2 separate regions of the Oryzias latipes genome follow, and region 1 is linked to region 2. The links are chromatin contacts, called in public Hi-C maps. All regions are on one chromosome and are shown on one strand. Each heading gives the region's core, a stretch centred on a gene start, on an enhancer-like site or on the middle of the called end of the contact. The rest is flanking DNA. Distances are from core to core; before and after follow the strand shown. Region 1 has its middle 33 kb from the start of LOC101161934. Region 2 holds the start of LOC101161934 (F-box/LRR-repeat protein 14).

Region 1 (4,789 bases), core at 1,356-3,855, 33 kb after region 2:
TCTAGACTCAGGACCTATAGACAGATGTTTTAGTATATATGTTAACTCTGTTCTCTTTTATTTATACGACACCCCCCCCCCCCCCATTTCCTTTCCTCACATGCAACACCTTTAAGCCCCCCTCACCTCTCTCGCACTTCCCTGCTTTCTTACCATCTCATTAATATCACTTCTCTTAATGATTCTGCTGTGTGGGATCTCTCATTTTTCTTCATCTTTTCTGGTCCATCTTCTTTGTTCTATAACCAGGATTAAAAAAAATCAAAATGTAATGAATATAAGGCTGTAAAATTATGTGAAAAAAGTTTTATGACAACAAATTCATAAAATAAGGAAAAAGTCCAAATTTTATGAGAATCAAGTCATAAAATTATAAGAAAAGTAGAAAAAAATGGAAAAATAAAGTTGTAAAATTATAGGAAGAAAGTCTAAATGCAATGAGAATGTCATAAATGTAGAAGAAAAAAGTCAATATTTTATAAAAATAATTTAATACAATTGTATAAAAAAATCCCCAATTTACAGAAAATTAAGGCCTACATTTATGCTTCAAAAGTCGTAATGTTTATGTTACAACAAAGATAATCAAATATTACTATTTTGATTGATGTTGAAGACAATTCAGAGAAGTTGAACAGACAACAAACTGCTCAAGAAGTACAACTTTATTTTTATGAAATTACAATTTTTTTTTCATAAAACCATGACTGTTTTTTTGCAAAATAACGACTTTTTAAATTCATAAACTTACCATTTTATTCCCATAAAATATTGACTTTTATCTTATAATTTCACATTTTCTTTTCGTAATTTTTTTTAACTTTTCTTATAAATCTATGACTTTATCCTTGTAAAGTTTAGACTTTTTGTACCCTGCCTTTGCCCAACAGTGGCTGGGTTTGGCTCCGGCAGCTCTGTGACCCCGTAAGGGATAAAGCCAATTCAGAAAACGGATGGATGGACTTTTCTCTCATAATTTTACTGTTTTTCTCATATATTCATTTACAAATTTTTCTTTTATGGTGGCTCTAAAACTAGGTCGTAGTGTTCTACATTCAGTCTGAAGCATTTATCTTTTTTTTCATGTTAAAAGAATGTGCCCAAATGCCAAACCTTCTCCAATAGACAATATTTCCTTTAACAGTTTGAATGGAAACTCATCAGCTGCACTTGATTTTCTACTAAAGTGGGAGACTGGACACACAAACAGACAAGCTTGTGTTTCCAATTTCCTGCAGACCTCCTCTCCTGCCCTTACCTTCAACATTAACCCTAAACTTACCCTACCCCCCCCCCCCCCCCCCCCAAAAAAAAACACATTTTTGTCTGCAGATTGAAAGATTTATGCCACATGGATCTACTTTTGTTCTAACAAAAACTGGCTATTAATGCAAGTCATTATTGAAGCTAATATTGGAGCAAAAATAAAAGGCTGGTACTCCAAGCAGCTTGTTTACACTCCCACTCTGATCATCTTTTGATCCATTTTAAAAGTGTTTCTAATGAGCTATTAATTATAATTATCCCCAAACCAAAAACAAAAACCTTTGTCAGTTTTTCTGGGACATAGTTTCTGCAGAACGGCAGGAATTTATTAGAAATTTGCCTGTGAGTTGTGGGTGGGATTGCTGCGTAGACTAAGCCTGCCCCCATTTCCCGTCATCCCTTTATTTACACTCTCTCCTGCAAGCTTACAGCCCCTCACCCCCTCAACATTATCGGTGCAAAAAAAACAACAACAAAATAACTGGACGGCTGGATGCCTCCTATAAATATATTGGAGCTATCCAGCCATACATCCAGCTCGGATGGATCTATTTGTCTGCAAGTGGATGCATTAGCATGGAGCTGAGCAGAAAGCTTGTGGCTTCCTGTTGAGGGTCCTTACATCTACAAGCTTTTTCCAACAGCATTTTTTCATCCGCTCCTGAGTCACAACTATTTGAATAATGAAATATTCAGAAATGCTTATTTTGAAGCTTAATTTTCTTTACATCATGAGAAATTTACTACAAAAACATGTTAAAAAACCCAAAACACCATTGGAGTGGATCTTTAAAAGAAAAGAAACAAAATCAAGAATGAAAAACCCTGATTGATGGAAATCTACACTCAACTTGAATCACGGGAATAAGCCCAATTTTGTTGATTACATTTCAGACAAGAAATGAAATGAAAGAGTAGGAGGATAAATAAATCATGATTTAAGTGTTTGTTAAAATTCATTGCAAGTCTGGATCTTTGGAATTTCTCAGAGCAGAAGTGAAGGTAATAGCAGGGATTGAATTAGAACAGTGTTTTGCCCTGTCCTCTGTCTGCAGAACATCTCACCCTCCCACCTTCTGTTTCTTAGCCAGAGGAGGACTCCTCCATTCCCTGCATTCCTCTCACATTCCCGCTCTGGGTTTACTTTTTCCACCTCTTTTTCCATCAACGTCACATGTCCCTCTCTGTAGCTCATGCCCGTTTGTCTGCTTCAACCCTCTATCCCTTCATCCCTCCCCTTCTCTCTTGCTTGATCTCTCTTTTTCTCTACCTCACTCCATATTATCCCCTTACCCTCTCCCTCTTCCTCTCCCCCTGCCTTGCTGTTTCCCAACATGCTCCAGTAAGCCGGTGAAGGCAGGGGGCTCGCCTGAACCCTCCACCCCCAGCAGGGGCCCTCCAGCTCAGCCTGGCTGGCTGGCAGGCGCTGTGGCATACCTCCAACACAAGCACACACACACGGACACACACACACACAAGAAAGCAAGTAAACACACACACAAGTTCTAATGTAGCATTTCTTTTTTTCCACTTCTGTTATTATATAAATTTTGTTTAAATTTTAAGAAAACTGCCAATAAAATATGAAATTTAAAAGTTGCATGTTAAAATAAAGATTTCTTTTTTTATCTCCTTAAAATCATATCTTTCTATTTGGATTTAAATAAATAAAAATCAGAAAAAGCAAATTATTTACTACGAGTTTGAACATATAGATTAGAATAAGCAGCTTTTTTGTGTTCGTCTTTTATAGTTGTTGGGTTTACTTTTAACCTATTGTGTCCTATGACTTTTTATTTTTTTTACTTATGTTTATGTATATCTTTTATGTGAAGCACGCGTGTTCTAAAATGTCCTTCATAAAGTGATTGATTGATATCTTGCTTTAATTATTTTAAAGTCTTCTGTAACATTATATATTATACAGTCGTTTTGAGCAGATTTGTAAATGTGCACAGGAATATTACCATTTCTGATATATTTCCTACATTGGAATCAAGACATTAGAATGTCTTCAGGTAGAAAACCTCCTTAACTATGTCATTTCGGTTTCACATTAATAAACTACATTAAAAAGTAACTAATTCAATTATTTTTTTTAATAATTATAAACCACAATCCTAAACAAGATTTTAATCTCAAGATTTAGGGCTTTTTCCCCTCAAGGGTAATCTGTTTGAACCATTTGCTGTAAATAAGAGCTAGACTGAGTGACCCTGGGGGTTCCAAACAGGAAGTACCCATAGGCTTCTTTTGAGAAATAAACTGCTGTTACTTAGTCATTCTATTAGTCAGAACAATCATTCTTGCTCTTCTACCCCTTTTTTTTTAAAACACATTCTTGCTAATCCTAATCCGAATTTAGTAGTGCAAGATGTTCAAGTTAAAAACTGGTCAGACGCCAAAATAAAAGTCGAAACGTTTGATTGACAGATTTTCCAAGTGCTGCCTTCCGTCAAGCTAACTCCTAATTGGTGAGAGTGGTTACCATAGAAACGTTAATTCAGAGCATGTTGACCAATCACTACTAAATGACTCCGTCATGGAGATGTGCGTTAAGGCCAGCCATTTTCTATGGGTGACATCACATTCCATCACAGTCCAGCTCTTTATAAACAGTCAATGGTTTGGGCAGATGGAATGCAAAAAAAAAAAACAACCAAAAAAATGAAAAAACAAAAAATTGTTTTTTTGGTAAATGTTTTAGATGAACACAAGTACATCTTTTCGCCGTTTCGCTAAAGTTAAGATGAGCATTCATACCTGCCAACAAAAATGATTTTTTAAAGAAAACAGAGTGTGGTTCAGACCAAACAGATCAGTGTGAAAGCACAGCAAGAGTCTTATGCTCCAACTGGGCTGGTAGGGCTACATGTTATGAAAAATAGTCAAAAACCTAAAATGTAGATTCTTATTTTTAACCCCTTCATGCAGTATGTTGCTTATTTGCAACTCCACTTAATTTAGTAACACCTTGAAATGAAAAAAAAAAAAAAGTATATTTTTTATATAATCTGCAATAAAAGGCATGAAGGGGTTAAAGGAAAAATTATCAAATTTTTGGTAATGTGGGGGGGTGAATTATTTTATATTTTTTAATTTAATTTCCAAATACCATGTGAAACTATGATAAGAGAAAAAAAGAGAGAGGCCCTCAGTAATTTGGTATTTCCTTTTTAGACAGGGGAGGAAGGGCCAATGCCCTCGATTTCAGTGTGTAGAGCGCACACGCACAAACACACACGCAACTTCTCTTTTAATCACCCTTACATTTGGCCTAAAGGCACTGGAGCCACAGACAGAAGGACAGATGGATAGACAGAAAGACTGACGAACGCAGAGAGATCCACTGCTGTTAAGAAATGGTGCATCTAAAGGTTGGAAGTGCGAGTTCGGACACAAACACACACTAACACACACACAGTTAAAGGAGTGAGTTCAAATACGGGTTAGACCTTCGGGCTCCGCAGCTCGCAGAGAGAAAATTCATAAGCAGCTGGTTCAGCCTGGAACTGACTACTGT
Region 2 (4,416 bases), core at 453-2,952:
GGTTCCTGCCTCACCCATCTACATGTGGAAGTGTCCTTGGGCAATACACTGAACCCCCCATTGCTCCTGGTGGTTATATTATGGCAACACCGTTCTGCAGCAGAGCCGTCATCAGTGTGTGAGCATAGGTGAATGGGACTGGGACTGTAAAGCGCTTTGGGCCTTTTTGGAAAGATAGGAAAGCACTGTATAAGTATATGCCATTTACCATTTAAACCACAGCAAAATAAGGGGTTTTGGTTATAAAAAAAATAATAATAACAATGGTGACAAAGTTGCTCCCAGCTGCACCTTTTTGGGGGAGAACCAATGTATTCTGCAAGCTCCTTTCGACATTTTCCCCCTAACCTTATCCCTGCTGGCTGTTACTGTACTCCTCTCTCATCAGCTCTCCCTCGTTTATGTAGCCTCTCTGTCACAGTTCACACGCGTCAGCAAAAGACAGTCTTAGTAGATGGCATTCCTTTCCCATGAAAAATATTTACATAGGAAAACATGAAAAGACACACAGTCCAGTGTCTGAGCTTAAACACATGCAAATGTGTGTTTGCATATGTTTACATATGAATTCATGCTGCAAAAATGACATTGAGCATGAAAGGGGATTGTAGGGGAGGAAAATTTACAAAGGGAATGAATACTAGAAAAATTGTATTAGCATTAATAAATAGTATAGTAAAAATAACAATAATAGAAAAAAAATACTTTTCCACATTTACTAGTTTTTCAGTGCAGACAAACTCCCTGAGAGAAAGTCTTTTGTTATCCTCGCATCAAAACACAGAACATAATTGGGTCCAGATATGATGCAACAGATTCTCTTTAGTTCTTTAGGAGAGACTTCAGAAAAACAAAATCTCTCTCATTTTTTGGGGCCATTCCATTCAACAAACTTTTTTTAGAGCGCATGGTTGTTAAACTGTTCTTGTTTAGCACTAGCTGGTGTATTTAAAAAAAGGACTGAAATTGTGACCAATCAGCATATCTTGAACATAAAGACCCACTTTGAGCTTAATTCTTTTTTTTTAAATATATGTCCTCCATCGTCAGAAAAATGCAACAAGAACATATTAAAAACACTATTTTCACATTTTAATGTAAGCTATGTTTGTTTTACTTTAACTCTTCAGCAAAAGACAATTCAATATATAAACAAACTTCTGATACCTGAACGTTCACATTTAGTCGTAAAAATCTAAAAAAGTTAGAGAAAAATCAGAGGGACAAAGAATCAGACTGATATTAACAATGCTGCTGGTTTAAACAGATCCCCATAAACAATAAATAAATAAACAATGTCGTCAGGGGGAAAAACGCAATCATAATATTTAATGTACTGAGCAGGACTTCAGTTGGTCTGATTCTTGTGTGGTCCGCTCAAAGGGTTAAAGCCCAAAGTGAACTGAATTGTAAGAAGTTGGTTTCCAAGGGAAACTGTTCGCACCGTTCCAGCTGAGGAGGGACAAACCAACTGAGTCACACAGAGGGGGCAGGGGTAAGCGGACAATACCGAGAGATCGAATTTTAATTGTTTCCCACATCCAGTGTTGAAATGTATAATTAGTTGTCATTATTAAATAACAAAATATTTAAGATAAAGTTATCTCGGGTGTTTGACTTCAAAGAGCGCTTGCTATTAGCGCCGCTGCTTCCCCGCCCCCCTCCCGTGCAGTCGGAGTGCTAAGGTTCCTGCCAAGTCGGTTTGAAAAGAGCAGACAAAGGCTTTGAGCCCAGGACGCTCCTCTCTGCCTCTCGCTTTGCTCACAAAGCCAGCCCAAGTCGCTCTTTTCTGCTTTTTCTGTCATGGAGCTGTTTTTGAGAAGCGGCGTTACGTGTGCAGAGTTTGTTTTTACTCTTTCTGTTTGAAATGTACGACCGTTTAGATCCCCGTTTGGCCGCGAGAGTAAGACGTTTTGTGGGTATAATACAAGGAAGCGTCGTCTGAGAGAGGGGGAAGGACTGACGCTTTTTCCTCCTCTCCTCCTCTTTCTTCCTTTCGCCCCCTCTCCTGCTCTTTTGGCGGATAGAGGGGCAGAGGCGAGGAAAAGAAACCATTTTTGTCTTTAAAAAAAAACATTTGAATCCTGCTGCGCAACCAACCGATCACGTGGCACCAGAGAGAGTTGGATCAATATAGAACAGTTAAGTGAGAGAAAAGGAAGAAACCCACAACTTCTATTTCTTTTTCACTTCTGTGGACAACTGTGACTGCTTGTAGTTGACTTGCAGCAGTGCCGGACTGAGTTCTTCATTTTTTTCTTCTTTGGAGGTGTGGAGTATTGATTCTTATATGCCTGGGTTTTGAAAAACAATGGAGACGCACATTTCGTGCCTCTTCCCGGAAATTTTGGCCATGATTTTCAGTTATCTGGACGTGAGGGACAAAGGCAGGGTAGCCCAAGTGTGTATGGCTTGGAGGGATGCAGCCTACCACAAGTCTGTGTGGAGGGGGGTAGAAGCCAAGCTGCACCTCCGCCGGGCAAACCCTTCCTTGTTTCCCAGCCTCCAAGCCAGGGGGATCCGGAGGGTCCAGATCTTGTCTCTGCGCCGCAGCTTGAGCTATGTCATCCAGGGCATGCCTAACATCGAGTCGCTCAATCTGTCCGGCTGCTACAACCTCACGGATAACGGGCTGGGCCACGCGTTCGTGCAGGAGATCCCATCACTTCGGGTTCTGAATTTAAGTCTGTGCAAGCAGATCACAGACTCCAGTTTAGGAAGGATCGCTCAGTATCTGAAGAACTTGGAAATGTTAGAACTTGGGGGCTGTAGCAACATCACCAACACTGGGCTTCTGTTGGTTGCCTGGGGCCTCCACAGACTCAAGAGCCTTAATCTGAGGTCCTGCAGGCATGTCTCAGATGTGGGGATTGGACATTTGGCTGGCATGACTCGTAGCGCGGCGGAGGGCTGCCTGAACCTTGAGTACCTGACCCTTCAAGATTGTCAGAAGCTGACAGACCTGTCACTTAAACACATTTCCAAGGGGCTGACCAAGCTGCGGGTGCTGAACCTGAGTTTCTGTGGGGGGATCTCAGACGCTGGGATGATCCACCTCTCCCACATGGGCTCCCTGTGGAGCCTCAACTTGCGCTCTTGTGACAACATCAGTGACACAGGAACCATGCACCTTGCCATGGGCAGCCTCAGGCTCTCCGGACTTGATGTTTCCTTCTGTGACAAGATCGGGGACCAGACCCTGGCGTACATCGCTCAGGGTTTGTACCAGCTGAAGTCCCTCTCCCTGTGCTCATGCCACATCTCTGACGACGGTATCAACCGGATGGTGAGGCAGATGCATGAGCTGAGGACCCTGAACATCGGACAGTGCGTGCGCATCACAGACAAAGGGCTGGAGCTCATAGCGGACCACTTGACCCAACTGGTGGGCATCGACTTGTATGGATGTACCAAGATCACCAAGAGGGGACTGGAAAGGATCACGCAGCTCCCCTGCCTTAAAGTGCTGAACCTGGGACTTTGGCAGATGACAGAGAGTGAGAAAGTGAGGTGATCAGTAATGTTTGCTTTGTGTGTGAATGCGTGTGTGTGCTCATTATTTGGATTTTGTTGGATGGAGAGGGAACACTCGAAGAAGGAGTTTGGGTGGAAAATGGGCTGTTTTCTTATTTAAAAAGAAAAAAAAACCCTCCTCGTTCCTTTTTACAAGATGAACCTTTTTCACACAACAGCTTTCTGTTTCAATGTTGCATTTTTCTCTTATTTTGTTGGCCTTGCAGGACTTTTATTTTGCTATGGTTTCATTTTTTTTCATAGAAAGCAAGCAAAAAGTTCATATATCTTAATAAATATTTTGATTTAATTTTAACTTTTAATATATCATGAAGTTTGACTTGAAAGCAAATCAATCAATTGACAATATCTTGAGTGCTAAGATTTTCAGAAGTTTGCAAATCAAGCTGGCATCCATCCAAACTTAATTTTCCTTTTTTTATTTTTATTTTTTTACTCAAATCAAAGAGAGGCTGTTAAACAATAGATGTATTTTTGCAATGAGTTTGGATTTGATGACAGCCATCACGCCTGAAAACATGAGGCTACCTCGTATGTGGTTAATTTTTCAAAGGGTGTATACTGTTAAAACGGATCAAAATGAAGTGAAGTGTAGAACAGGAGAAAATGTGCCTAAAGGGACTGCGTCTGCCCCCTCCCCCAACCAACCATCCCCTCCCTCTTTCCCTCCTTCGTTTATGAGCAGAGGCAGAAAAAACGACAAGTACACAATCTCACTACTGTTAATTTTCTCATTGTAAACAGCAACAATTTATCTGAAAGAGCTAGAAAAGTGCAGTCCGCCTGCAAGAACACACCGCTTTATGCAAAACTCAAAATACCCGCTAGTGTGCACAAGATTTTGTTTCCGTCTTTCTTTGGGGGGTAAAGTCTAACTTTATT

What was found. Hi-C and Micro-C count contacts between places; a contact is called where the count stands out from the background.
Region 1: a contact with region 2 is called in a Hi-C map of embryo, with 2.0 times the contacts expected there. The contact joins the enhancer-like site here to the promoter of LOC101161934 in region 2. A contact is called at or near these places in 4 of 5 Hi-C or Micro-C datasets (embryo, fibroblasts and gastrula embryo).

What each region holds. Positions count from the first base shown.
Region 1 is chr23:14,041,581-14,046,369 of ASM223467v1, forward strand. It overlaps a transcript of wnt5b not described here. Among protein-coding and RNA genes, the nearest start is that of LOC101161934, 33 kb to the left of the region's middle. Within about 2 kb of position 2,606, at least 5 of the 8 cell types and tissues checked have an H3K27ac peak or open chromatin away from gene starts, as enhancers often do. A contact at or near this core is called in embryo and gastrula embryo, where this site is marked.
Region 2 is chr23:14,009,558-14,013,973 of ASM223467v1, forward strand. LOC101161934 (F-box/LRR-repeat protein 14) reads left to right here and starts at 1,703. Exons shown (of 1, transcript XM_004083024.4): 1 at 1,703-4,416. The coding sequence starts at 2,312. The coding sequence ends at 3,514. It also overlaps a transcript of wnt5b not described here.